2 separate regions of the Sus scrofa genome follow, and region 1 is linked to region 2. The links are chromatin contacts, called in public Hi-C maps. All regions are on one chromosome and are shown on one strand. Each heading gives the region's core, a stretch centred on a gene start, on an enhancer-like site or on the middle of the called end of the contact. The rest is flanking DNA. Distances are from core to core; before and after follow the strand shown.

What was found. A called contact is a pair of places that touch in the nucleus more often than the background predicts.
Region 1: a contact with region 2 is called in a Hi-C map of skeletal muscle, with 4 times the contacts expected there. The contact joins the promoter of ADCY9 here to the promoter of SRL in region 2. A contact is called at or near these places in 15 of 47 Hi-C or Micro-C datasets (alveolar macrophages, embryonic fibroblasts, epiblast stem cells and 8 more) and 1 of 2 datasets of contacts at active chromatin or transcription factors (skeletal muscle).

What each region holds. Positions count from the first base shown.
Region 1 is chr3:38,114,570-38,120,483 of Sscrofa11.1, reverse strand. It overlaps ADCY9 (adenylate cyclase type 9), which reads right to left and starts at 3,273. Exons shown (of 13, transcript XM_021086711.1): 1 at 2,978-3,273; 2 at 1,073-1,297.
Region 2 is chr3:38,070,715-38,076,511 of Sscrofa11.1, reverse strand. It overlaps SRL (sarcalumenin), which reads right to left and starts at 3,133. Exons shown (of 6, transcript XM_021086705.1): 1 at 2,877-3,133. The coding sequence starts at 2,937.

The sequences.
Region 1 (5,914 bases), core at 2,024-4,523, 44 kb before region 2:
AGTGCTGTCACTGTTGTGGCTTTTGGGCTGCTGTTGTGACGTGGGTTTCATTCCTGGCCGGGGAACTTCCACGTGCCGTGAACAGCCAAAAAACAGTACTGGGTGGAATGCTCCCCTGCCTCCATGGGGGCACCATCAGCAGCAGGGGACTCGAGGGGGACACACAGACTGTGGGTGGCATCCAGTGCGAGGCAGATCCTTCACGCGGAAACCCACCAGCGTGGGCTGCAACAGTGCACTCAGTGTGCCGGACCCCAGGGACGCAGGCAGTGGCGCAAGGAAAAGGCTTGTCGCCAACGTACTCGATGAAGGCAAATCCCGCAGCACCGGGGCTTATCCTGGCTGGGCAGTGAGCCAGGCTGAGCCTGTGAATTAGACCAGCGCTCCAATGCCAGCTCTGCCCTTCAGAGCTGTGTGATCTTGGCCAAGGTACCTGACCAGCGTCTTGGTTTTCTGCACGGTCCCTACCTACAACTTTCCGCCAGGTAGAGAAAGAAACGAGATAACATCCGGCAGCTTCAGATACACAGCAGGGGATCAACAGATTAGGCTGACGTGCTGGGAGGATGAAAGGCCCTGGGGGACCCTCCCAGAAGGAAGAGGCCAAGAGAGAGGATTCTGAAGGGAGGGGTGGTGGAGGAGGTGGAGAAAAGAGCCCAGCGCCTCTGAGCTGAGGTTTCCGCTCCCCCGCAGGCCATCTTGGGGGGGCTGGTAAACGCTCCCAGCCACAGGGGTGGCTGGTTCATCCCCAAAGACAGAGGAACGCTGTGTTCCAGGAGCAGCAGCAGCAGCGCACCCAGCAGAACCCAGCTTGTGGGTGGAGCAACTGTGGGAGTTGAGCAGGGAAGAGGCAGCACCTGGGCTCCTGCCCAGACTGGGGGGCGCGGGGGCGGGGGGACCAGAACTCAGGGGGTGGCTGAGGATGGCTGCGGAAGGAGACATGTTTTTCACTCCAAAGCTGTCCTGTACTAGGAAAGGCGAAAAGTCCAAGGTTTTTCTCAGATCCATATACCTCCTGCTTTCACCTGCATTACAAGCCAGTAGGTGAGACACCCACCTGCAGGGGACTCACCTGTACAGAGGGCCTCCAGCCCCTCAGGTCCCACGAGGAAGCGGCACAGCTTAGGGCTCTTCAGACAAGTCTCATTGCATTCGGCCTCCGTTGGGCTCCTCTTTTGTTCATTCATCCCGCAAACGTCCACAGAGGAACTGCCACACCCAAGATAAGATCCCGGAGCCACAGATGTCGGCTTAGTTGTCTGTACCTCCATCCCTCAGGTTGTTTCAGTGTCTTTAGCTGTCGAATGGGCGAGCAAGGTTTACGGGACGATGCGGTGAGATAACGGACCTACCTGGCATAGGACAAGTGGGAGAAGCAAGCGCGGATGTTGCGCTGGTGGTCTTTCACGTGCCCCTCCCCCCAGGTCCATTCTGCATCCTTTTCCACCGTGAGCAGCGCCCTAGAACGGTCCTGTAAGGACTAAGCCACACTCCCTTCCCCCCGACTTCCCACTGGGTTTGGTCCACAGGGAGCTAGATCAGCAGGAGGGAGAAATTGAAGACAAGGCTTTTATTCCCGCCAACTCCCTTCCTGAACCCCCGACCCAGAGTCCCAGCTCTGGGACGATGAGCTTCCACACAGCCTCCAGGCGCAGAGGTGGTAAGATCCCACCCTGATGAGCCCCAGAATAATCCACTCTCCCTACCCCGTCCCTCAAATTAGCCCACTGAAATGTGCTGTCTGTTTTCTGCTGGCCCCTGGCACACCTGCCAGAGGAGCCCGGGAACAGGTCTGGGGATCGGGGGACCTGGATTTGAGTCCCATTTCTCCTCCTCGCCGGCTCTGTGGCCCTGAGCCAACCTCTCCTTTCCTGGGTCTCAGCTTCCTTGTGGGTAAAGAGACCACGTGGCTGTCTTGGGCTGCAGTTCCCAGATGCTCCTGGGTGTTCTGTGATGTTAAGCCCAGGAAAAGGATGCGTCATAAAGGAGCAGAGCTTCCTCAGGCAGAGGGTGGGAGAGGCAGCTAAATCCACACCGAGGCCATCACACAACTCCTTTCCAAGGATTTCCCTTTCCTCTCAAGCCACCAGGGTATCAGAGGCCCGCATGCTCTCCACCCCAAAGCAACAGCCAAGAAAATCTAGGAAATTAAAAGAAATCCCCCTCTTTTTTTTTTAATTAATGACCGCATCCCCAGCACATGAAAGTTCCTCAGCCAGGGATTGAATGTGAGCCTCAGCTGAGGCAAGCGGGTATCCTTTAATCCACTGCACCTGGGGATCGAACCTCGCCTCCACACTGACCCAAGCCACCAGAGACACCGCCAGATCCTTAACCCACAGCACCACAGCAGGAACTCCCCCTTTACTTTCAGTAACCAGCTGGCCATCCTTGTTGAGCCACAGAGGGTCCTTCCCAGGTTCTCGTGTGCCCAGGGGTCTAAGCGGGAAATGAGGGACACACCTGATGCCCACAGAGCTGCAAGAAAGAAGCGGTGTCTCACAGCAGGGGTCCAGAGCAGAGGGAGGAAACTAAACCAGCATCCTGTCCCAAGACCCCCACTGGACAGGTTTCAAATAGAGCAGAGGGAGGAAACTAAACCAGCATCCTGTCCCAAGACCCTGTCACTGGACAGGTTTCAAAGAGAAGCTAACAACTACTTGATGTGATATTACAGAATCTCTGAAGTCCTTGTTGGCTCCAGAGATTAGTGATTCTGGGAAACCCAGGAGCCACAAAAAAAGATATTCTAATAATATCACCTTCCCTGGTCCCCGTATCTGAAGTTTCATCTGCCCTAAGTGCTTTTCCGCCTGCGGTCACCCAGAAGTAGGAGTGAGTGAGCAAGATGAGGCTGGATTTCTGTCCTAAAGGACCAGGAGGAGAGGGCAGGGTTCCAGCTTTTCCAGCTTCTCCGAATTTCTGGCGAGGGAAGGGAGGTGCGATAACCCCCTAAAATTATCAGTTCCTGTTTTACCTGAGGGCTGACCGCAGGTGAAAACCACAACACTGTAGCTGCCAGCACCCATCTGTCGTGGACGTTCTTCACGTCCCCCAAATGCCTCCAGAAATCTGTGGCTTCACCCCACAGCTCTGACCAAGTTCAAGGCCTTTCTGGGCCCCAAAGGAAAACCATGGAGACCCTGCAGGCTTCCAGCGGGCGGAGGGCGGGCCGAGCGGGCTGGGGCGGCGAGCCTGCCCCGCGGCCCGGCCTGGGGGCGGAGGCCGTGGCCCCCGCGGGTGGGAACCCAGCGGCCCGCCCGCCCCCGGCGCTGAGTCACCGAAGCCGCGGCCCCGCCGAGCCCGCGTGCCCAGGAAGCGCAGGCGCGCGCCTGCGCATGCGCGACCCCGGGCGCGTTCTCGGGAGCGGGCGGCGGCGGCGGCGGCGGCGGCGGCGGCGGCGGCGGCGGCGGCGGCGGCGGCGGCGGCGGCGGCGGCGGCGGCGGCGGCGGCGGCGGCGGCGGCGGCGGCGGCGGCGGCGGCGCAGGCTCCCGCAGGCGAGGCTCGGCGGGGTCTGGGCTCCGCGGCCGTGCGCCGGGAGGCCTCGGGGTCGCGGTGACGAGCCCCTCAGAACATCTGTTTGTGCGTCCAGAAGGCGGGCTTGAGGGTCGAGGCCAGGTTCTGCCAGGCGCTCGCCTTCCCGATCCCGGGTCCAGGACTGCCCTGCTCGGGGCCTCGTTTTCCGCTGCTGGTGGCGCGGTGCCCCGGCGAAGGCTGAGGCCCCCCCAGCCGCGACGCTGACCCGAGACCGGACCTGGCCACGGTGAGGCCTCTGGCCGCAGCCCGGGAGGTCCCCACACTTAGAGATGGGTCTCCGCGCAGGAAGCTGCCCCTGCCCCCAACCGGGAGCCCGTCTCGCTGGGTGATCTGAGAACCGCGGCCGCGGGCTAGGAGCAGCCTGTGTCCTTGTCCAGCCCCGGCCACACAGACTTGCGTGGCCTCTTGTCCGCTGGCCCTGGTCACCAGGGCTGGAGTAATCGACATATCACGGGGATCTAGAGAAGGGACATGGATTTGGGTCTGCCCAGGGCTGGTAGGGGTCCAGGGCCCAACAGGGGCTCCTAAGTAGGGCCAGACTGAAGGGGTGGGGCCTCTTTCCGCCGCCTCCCTACTGAGCTCCAGCAAACAGGGAGGACGGAGATCAGTACCCCCCACCCAGCAGGCCGGCAACCGCTGGTCCTGGGGGCACCATCGGAGGCACTGCTCTCACCTCTCCAACAGTTCTGCTGCGGCAGGAACTTCTCTGCTGCTTCACTGCTCTCTCTGTTCAGAATTTTGGAGTGGCCTCAAACCCAAGTTCCTTGGGTTTCCACTACCAGGCAGGTTTCCGCTAACTCACCTCTTCTCACCTTGATTCCTCGCCGGCTACAGAGATGCCTTCCTTTCTCTGATCCATCCCCCCACCCCCACCCTGCGTGGGCACCACCCCAACCCGAACTGGCCTCTGACCTTCCAAACCCACTCATCCCTCAAAGTGTAGCAAGAATCCCTCTCCCTTCCCAAGTGCCGTAACCCGGCTCTCTCAGTATTTGCCAGAGAGTCCTGATATTACATAAGTGGATTTTCACCAAGGGAAACATATTTAAATGCTTAAATAAATATATATATATATATATATGCATTGGTCAGGCTTTTCAAATAATTACATTTGCCAATGAGAAAAAAATCCTCTGCTGGGCGGTGTATCCTCACACATGATTCAGAAAGTGTGCTTGCTTCATCTGGGAGGACTTCCCTTGTCCCTGGGTCTCCATGCACTCCATCCCCAACGGGATTGTTAGCTCCCCTAGGACAGAGACTGTGCCTAAATAAACACATCGAAATTCCAAGGCTTTTGAAGTTGTGGGAAAGAAATCCAGAAGTTTGGAGAAAATGGAAACATAACCAAAAAAAATATTTTTGCACTCTTCACAAATGCAAAATCACATTTTATTTTATTTTATGAGTTTGGCTGCACCCAAAGCATGGAAAAGTTCCCGAGTCAGAGGTCAAACCCAAGCCACTAATGTGACAACCCCAAATCCTTAACCCGCCATGCCACCAAACTCCAAAATCCCTCTTTTTAGTGTGTCAGAAAAATGTACTACCGTAATTTGGCCTAGGTTCCAAACTAAGTCATGGGACAGATTATCACAGAAAGAAGAGCAGGATATGTAGGAAATGAATTTTTGCCAGTTTGTGAAGAGGAGGGGAGAGGCCTTGGGATCAGAAAGAACAGGGTCCCCAGATGTGACCCTGGGCAAGTAACCTAGCATGACCTGAAGGATGAGTCAGGCTTCGGGTAGAATTCTGGCCCTCCCAAATACATGTGCCATCATCTCAGCCACTCTGATCATCAGTCTCCTCATCAGTAAAGCCTGATGAATAACAGTAATAACATTTACTGAATGTTTTCTGTGGGCTCTGTACTATTGCAAGCATGTGGCATTATTAAGTCACCGCCACCCCAGGAGAGTATCTCCATTTTATGACTGAGGACACTGAAACACAGAGAAGTTAAGTCACTGGCCTAGGACTGCCCAGCTAGTAAGTGGTGGGGCCCAGGACGAATCCCAAGCAATCCGACTCCAGAGCCTGCGTTCTTGTCTGTGCCGGCGGCTCCTTCCCTGTGGGCTTGTTTCGGGAATTAAAGGAGAGAGAGCGCATGCAACACGTGGCCTGGCACGCAGCTCTCCAATTACCACATTATAACAAGGCCGAAGCCTGCTGAGGTCTGTAGCCCAGTGTCTGGCACAAAGGAGTGCTCTGCAAGTTGCTTCCCTTCCCCACTGACACGAGGGGAAACAGAGCATGTTCCCAAGTGCAAGCAGACACAAAACCAGCTCATCCCTGTGTGCACGTTTTTTTATCCTCACTTTAAGAGGATGGCGCAGGGGACGCCTCAGAACCTGTAGAATACACCTCCGTGCACTGC
Region 2 (5,797 bases), core at 1,884-4,383:
CGGGGTCTGCTCTCCCCAGGACCCTTGAGCTCATGACCTTCTCTGAGCCCGCCCCACAATGGCCACGGCAGGAGGAAATGCAGAAGCCACCTCCTGCTGGGTGTTTTGATTTTTTGGTTGGTTGATTGGTTGGGTTTGGGGTTTTTGGTTTTTTTTTTTTTTTTTTTTTTTTTTGCGTTTTAGGGCCGCACCTACAGCATAGGGATGTTCCCAGGCTAGGGGTTGAATCAGAGCTACAGCCTCTGGCCTACACCACGGCCACAGCAACCCAGGATCCGAGGCATGTCTGTGACCTACACCACAGCTCACGGCAACAGCAGATCCTTAACCCACTGAACAAGGCCAGGGATCGAACCTACAACCTCATGGTCACTAGTCCAATTCGTTTATACTGCACCATGACAGGAACTCCTGCCTTCTTGTGGAAATAACCACCTGGGGGGAGAGGGAGGAGGGGTCATTTAGAGGGTCCTGAGAGATTCTCCTCTCGCACGAAGGGGCAAATGGGCCCCAGGGTACACCAGCCTCTGGGCATTGGGATGGCAGGTGGGGCCAGAGCAGGCAAGTCTGCAGCCCAGGGCTAGAATGGAGGAAGCGGATGAACAGACTGAGAAGTCCTGTCATCCCCCCACTCCCCTCCCCACCCCCTCTCTGCCTTGAGCAGCAACAGGAAGCAAAGATGTCCTGGATTCAGCCTAACACACACCAGCAGCTTACGCTCAAAGGAAAGTTCCCTCAGCAGCCCCGTCCCAACCCACATGCTCTCTGAGACGAGATGTCCAAGGATCAGAGGTGTAAGTCCCGCCCTGAATCCCCAGGGAAGCGAGACGAGCCCCCCAGGCTGAGGGGCTGGCCTTCAGGGAGGCCAGCAGAGAGAGGGGAGGGGAGGACAGGAAGCCCCAGGTGGGCGAGTGACCTTGAACGTGGCTCTCTTTCCTCTGGGCTTTGGACCCCTCACCTGGACAAGGAGGAGACTGAGTAAACCAGGGCTGTTTTCCCCCGTCCTGTCCCCAGGCCAGGTCCCCGAGATGAAGCGAAGGACCCCAGTGGTTACAAAGGACTGGGGTGGATGGGGGGGCTGTGGAACGCATCACACCCCCACTCCCACCCCCGTCCAGAGGGCCGTGGCCCGGGAAGCAGGAAGCGGACTGGAGAGAGAAGGCTGTCTGCTGCTTGGGGGCGGGGATGGAAGTAGAAACGAGAAGCAGTGGGGTGGGAAGTCCAGGACCAAAGCTGCTGCCTGGAGACACAGTGGCATCACTGGTGGCACATTCTAGGGGAAAACCAACCAATAGGAAGGACTGTGATTATGGGGGTGGAGGCAAGTCGCAATTACGGCTGGAACCCTGGGAGGCGCAGGAGGAGGCTGTCTGCACTGGAGGGGCTATACGACCTACCCCCGACCCACCCCCAGGGAAGAAGCCACCTGCGTGAGCAGGGGCGAGAAGGGCAGGAGCCTTGCACACCAGTGGACAGCCCGTCCCCGGAAGCCAGGCCAGGGGCACACAGGGTCCAGGAGGGAAAGCGCCTGCAGAGAGAGGAGCTTTGCACCAAGCACCCGCCTGCCTCCTTTCCCAACAGCAAGATCCCCCAGGGAGGCCTGTAGAACCTTCCAGAAGTCCAGTTCCCTTGCTGGGAGGAAAGATAAAGGATGCCCCTAAAAGGCTAAAAGTTCCTGGAGCTGCCTGGAAGCCAAGGAGGTGGCAGCTGGGGCTGGGCGGAGCAGGGGAGGGGTGGCCAGGGGGAGAGGGTGGCAGTGGCCCCTGGGCTCAGGATCCAATTACGTGGCTGTTTCCATACTTAGCCACCTGACAGCCGCTTGGAATCCTCGCAGCCCCGGCTGCTGCAGCCCCACGGAGCCCAAATTAACTCAAGGGCAGACAAGGGCAGGGCCCAGCGGCACATGCGAGGCCGGAGCCCCCTGCCTGGGTATCTGACCCCTGAGGGCACGGCTTCTGCTCCTGCCAGACCTCCTGGCTGAGTCTGGGACCTCAAGAAACAGAACCTCAAAAGCCCCATGATCCCCCGTGCAAATGAAGCCTGCAGTCATGGAAAGGCAAAGTGGGGGTCCCAGGTTTCCGGGGATCCCCAGAGCACCCCTGAAGCACCCCTAAGGGGAACTCAGCCCCAGAAGTCTCAGAAACAGAGGTGGCAAAGCGCTCCGGTACCCCCTCCACACCTATAAATAACCCCCACGCTGTAACCAGAGCCACCTCCGCTGCACAAAGTGCTGAGACGTCAAGGAAAAGCCTCAGCCTGCAGACCCCGGCCCTTTCCAGCGAAGCCCCCAGCCTAGCACAGCTGCCCTGCAGGACTGGCACCCAGCCCTCCCCGGCAGGGAGTCCAAGTCGGGCTCCAGCCCGATCCCCAGCGCTTCTTTCCCACCTTGTCCCAAACTGACCCCCATGCTGTCCTAGTGCTCCTGAGCCATGGCCCCCTCCCCACTCATGCAAAGCCAGGCCCCAGCCCGCTCTCCACCAGGTGGGAGGGTCACCTCAACAGCCTCCAGGGGCCACTCCACCTCCGAGATCGGGGTCATCTGTCCAGCCAGGAGGCTCCGGTCTTGACTTTCAGGGTCCTCTTCCACAACATCCAGTAGCCAGCCCTTCTCCCCGACCCCTGGCTGCACCTCTTGGCTCACTGGCTTCAACCCGTCTGGCCTCCCCACGAGCCCCTGACGGCTCTCAGGCCCCTCTGCACCCAGGGCTTCCTGGGTGAGACCAGCTGGGAGCAAGGTCTGCTGTCTGCCCCAGGAGTCACGGAGGGTCACCCTCCAGCTCACGCCCAACCCCCTGCCCCCCGCCCCACGGTAAACGTAAAACCTCAGGGCACGCGGGGGTCGCCGTCTGGCCCGGCTGACGGGGTGAGAGTCGTACCTGCTTGTCCTGGGAGCAGGAGCGAGGCCATGAAGCAGCAGAGCAGGACCAGCGCCCTCATGGTGACTGCCAAGAGAGCCCAGCTGCTCCTCGCCTCTATTTATAGGGCGGGTGGCAGCGCGGGGGTGGGGGTGGTGTGGAGAAGGGTCACACAGTCACTAGGGCAACTGGGCGGACGTGGGATGGCGAAGCAGCGCAGACCCCGGCAGGCTCGCCCTGCCAGGGCGGCGCCAGCTGCCACCCCCGAAGGCAGGGCCCCCCCGGCAGGATTCTCTCCCCCAGCAGCCCCGGGGTCATGTGACAGGGGTCACAGGGCGCGGAGCAGCGGAGAAGAAGCGGGGCGTCCTTTGGCCCAGGTCTCAGAGTCAGGAACTGAATCTTCCCAGGATCTGCAGTAACTTGATCCGAAGACTGGGCCATCGGCAACCTTCACACGCCTCAGTTCTGTGAACCAAGGGCCCACCTGCCAGCCACCGGCACCGTGGTAGCCCCTCCCCAAGGGTCAGGAGGTCAGGAGGGTAGAGCCCGCCCCGCATGACCTCTGAGGTCAATGGCAAGGAGCATCACCTTCCCGGGCCTCGGAGAGGGGAAATGAGAGCGAGGAGGGACATGCGAGGAGGGACATGCGACGGGGCGAGTTAAGCCAGCGAGCGCAGGACGAGCTCCTTCCCGAGGTGCCTGTGCAAGGGGCTCTTTGATGCAATTTTTCTGGAGGGCACGTGACACCCCCGAAAGCCAGCTCTCCAGGCGGGGCGGCCGAGCGAGCTCTGGCTGATCTGGCTGGAGAGGGTGTCCCTGGAGGGTGGTAGTCGGCCTCGGAGGGCAGGGCGAAAGGCAGAGAGGCGTCTTCCGTGTGCTTTACCTTGAAAACAGTTTAATGACTCCAGCAAACAGCCCATTCAAAGTGTAAAACTCCATGAGCGGGTTAAGGATCCAGGGTCCTCACTGCTGCGGCTCAGGTCCCTGCTGTGGCGCAGGTTGGATCCCTGGCCTGGGACTTTCACAGAAGTGGCCAAAAAAAAAAAAAAAAAAAAAAGGTGGAGTTCCCGTCGTGGCGCAGTGGTTAACGAATCAGACTAGGAACAATGAGGTTTGTGGGTTCAGTCCCTGCCCTTGCTCAGTGGGTTAACAATCCGGCATTGCCGTGAGCTGTGGTGTAGGTTGCAGACATGGCTCAGATCCCACGTTGCTGTGGCTCTGGTGTAGGCTGGGGGCTACAGCTCCGATTCGACCCCTAGCCTGGGAACCTCCATATGCCGAGGGAGCAGCCCAAGAAATGGCAAAAAGACAAAAAAAAAAAAAAAAAAAAAAGTGACCGCCTCGATACATGTTGACGTGCAGATCTACACAACCACAATCAAGACAGATGCCTCACTCCCCAGCATTCCCCTCATCCCTTCCCACCTACACCTACACCTGCCGTGGCAACCAAACAGCTGCTGTCACTACACATTAGTCGGCATTTCCTAGATTTCGATAAAAATGGAATCATACCATGTGGGTTTTGTTTTTTTTTTATGTGGCTTCAAACCAGTTGTTCCCTGAACAACCTTAGGCTAGCTACTTAACCTCTCTCGAACGAAGAGCTCATCTCTCTAAACTCAAGTTGAAAACAGGACCTACGACATACAAGTGTTAGGAGGACGACATCAAACAAGCCAAGGAAAGCACGTGACACCGGACCTGGTACGTGAGCCAGGGCACACCAGCCACACTGGAGGTGAGCCTCACACGAGAGAGGACGTGGAGGTTAACTGTGTCACCTTGATGAGATCATGGTGCCCAGCCGTCTGCTCAAACATCAGTCTGGATGTTGCTCTGCGGGTAATTTTGGCCATATATGACAAACCCAGAGCGAACATCATTCTCCATGTGAAAAGCTGAAAGAATTCTCGCTGAGAATAGGAACGAGACCAGGATGTCCACTCTGCCACTACTCTTCAACATAGTTTTGGAAGTCCTAGCCACAGCAATCAGAGAAGGTAAAGAAATAAAAGGAATCCAAACCGGAAAGGAAGAATTAAAACTCTCACTATTTGAAGATGACATGATACTATACCTCAAGAATCCTAAAGACTCTACCAGAAAACTCTTATAGCTCATCAATGAATTTGGCAAAGTCGCAGGATACAAAATTAATACACTGAAATCAACTGCATTTCTATACACTAACAATGGAAGATCAGAAAGAGAAATTAGGGAAGCAATGCCATTTACCTTTGCAGCAAAAAAAAAAAAAAAAAAAAAAATACTCAGGAGAGTTGCTGTGGCACAGTGGTTAACAAATCTGACTAGGAACCATGAGGTTGCGGGTTCAATCCCTGGCCTTGCTCAGTGGGTTAAGGATCTGGCATTGCCATGAGCTGTGGTGTAGGTCACCAGACATGGCTCGGATCCCACGTTGCTGTGGCTCTGGCGTAGGCTGGCAGCTACAGCTCCGATTGGACCCCTAGCCTGGGAACCTCCATATGCCGTGGGAAGTGGCCCTAGAAAAGGCAAAAAGACAAAAAAAAAAAAAAAAAGGAAATACTCAGGAATAAACCTACCTAAAGAGACAAAAGACCTGTACTCCGAAAACTATAAGACACTGATGAAAGAAATCAAAGATGACACAAACAGATGGAAAGACATACCAAGCTCTTGAATTGGAAGAATCAATATTATCAAAATGACTATACTACCCAAGGCAATCTACAGATTCAATGCAATCCCTATCAAATTACCAAGGACATTTTTCACAGAACTTGAACAAAATATTTTAAAGTTTGTCTGGAAGCACAGAAGACCCAGAATAGCCAAAGACATCCTGAAAAAGAAAAATGGAGCTGGAGGAATCAGGGTCCCTGACTTCAAACTATACTACAAAGCAACAGTCATCAAAACCATATGTTACTGGCACAAAGAAATATAGATCAGTGGAA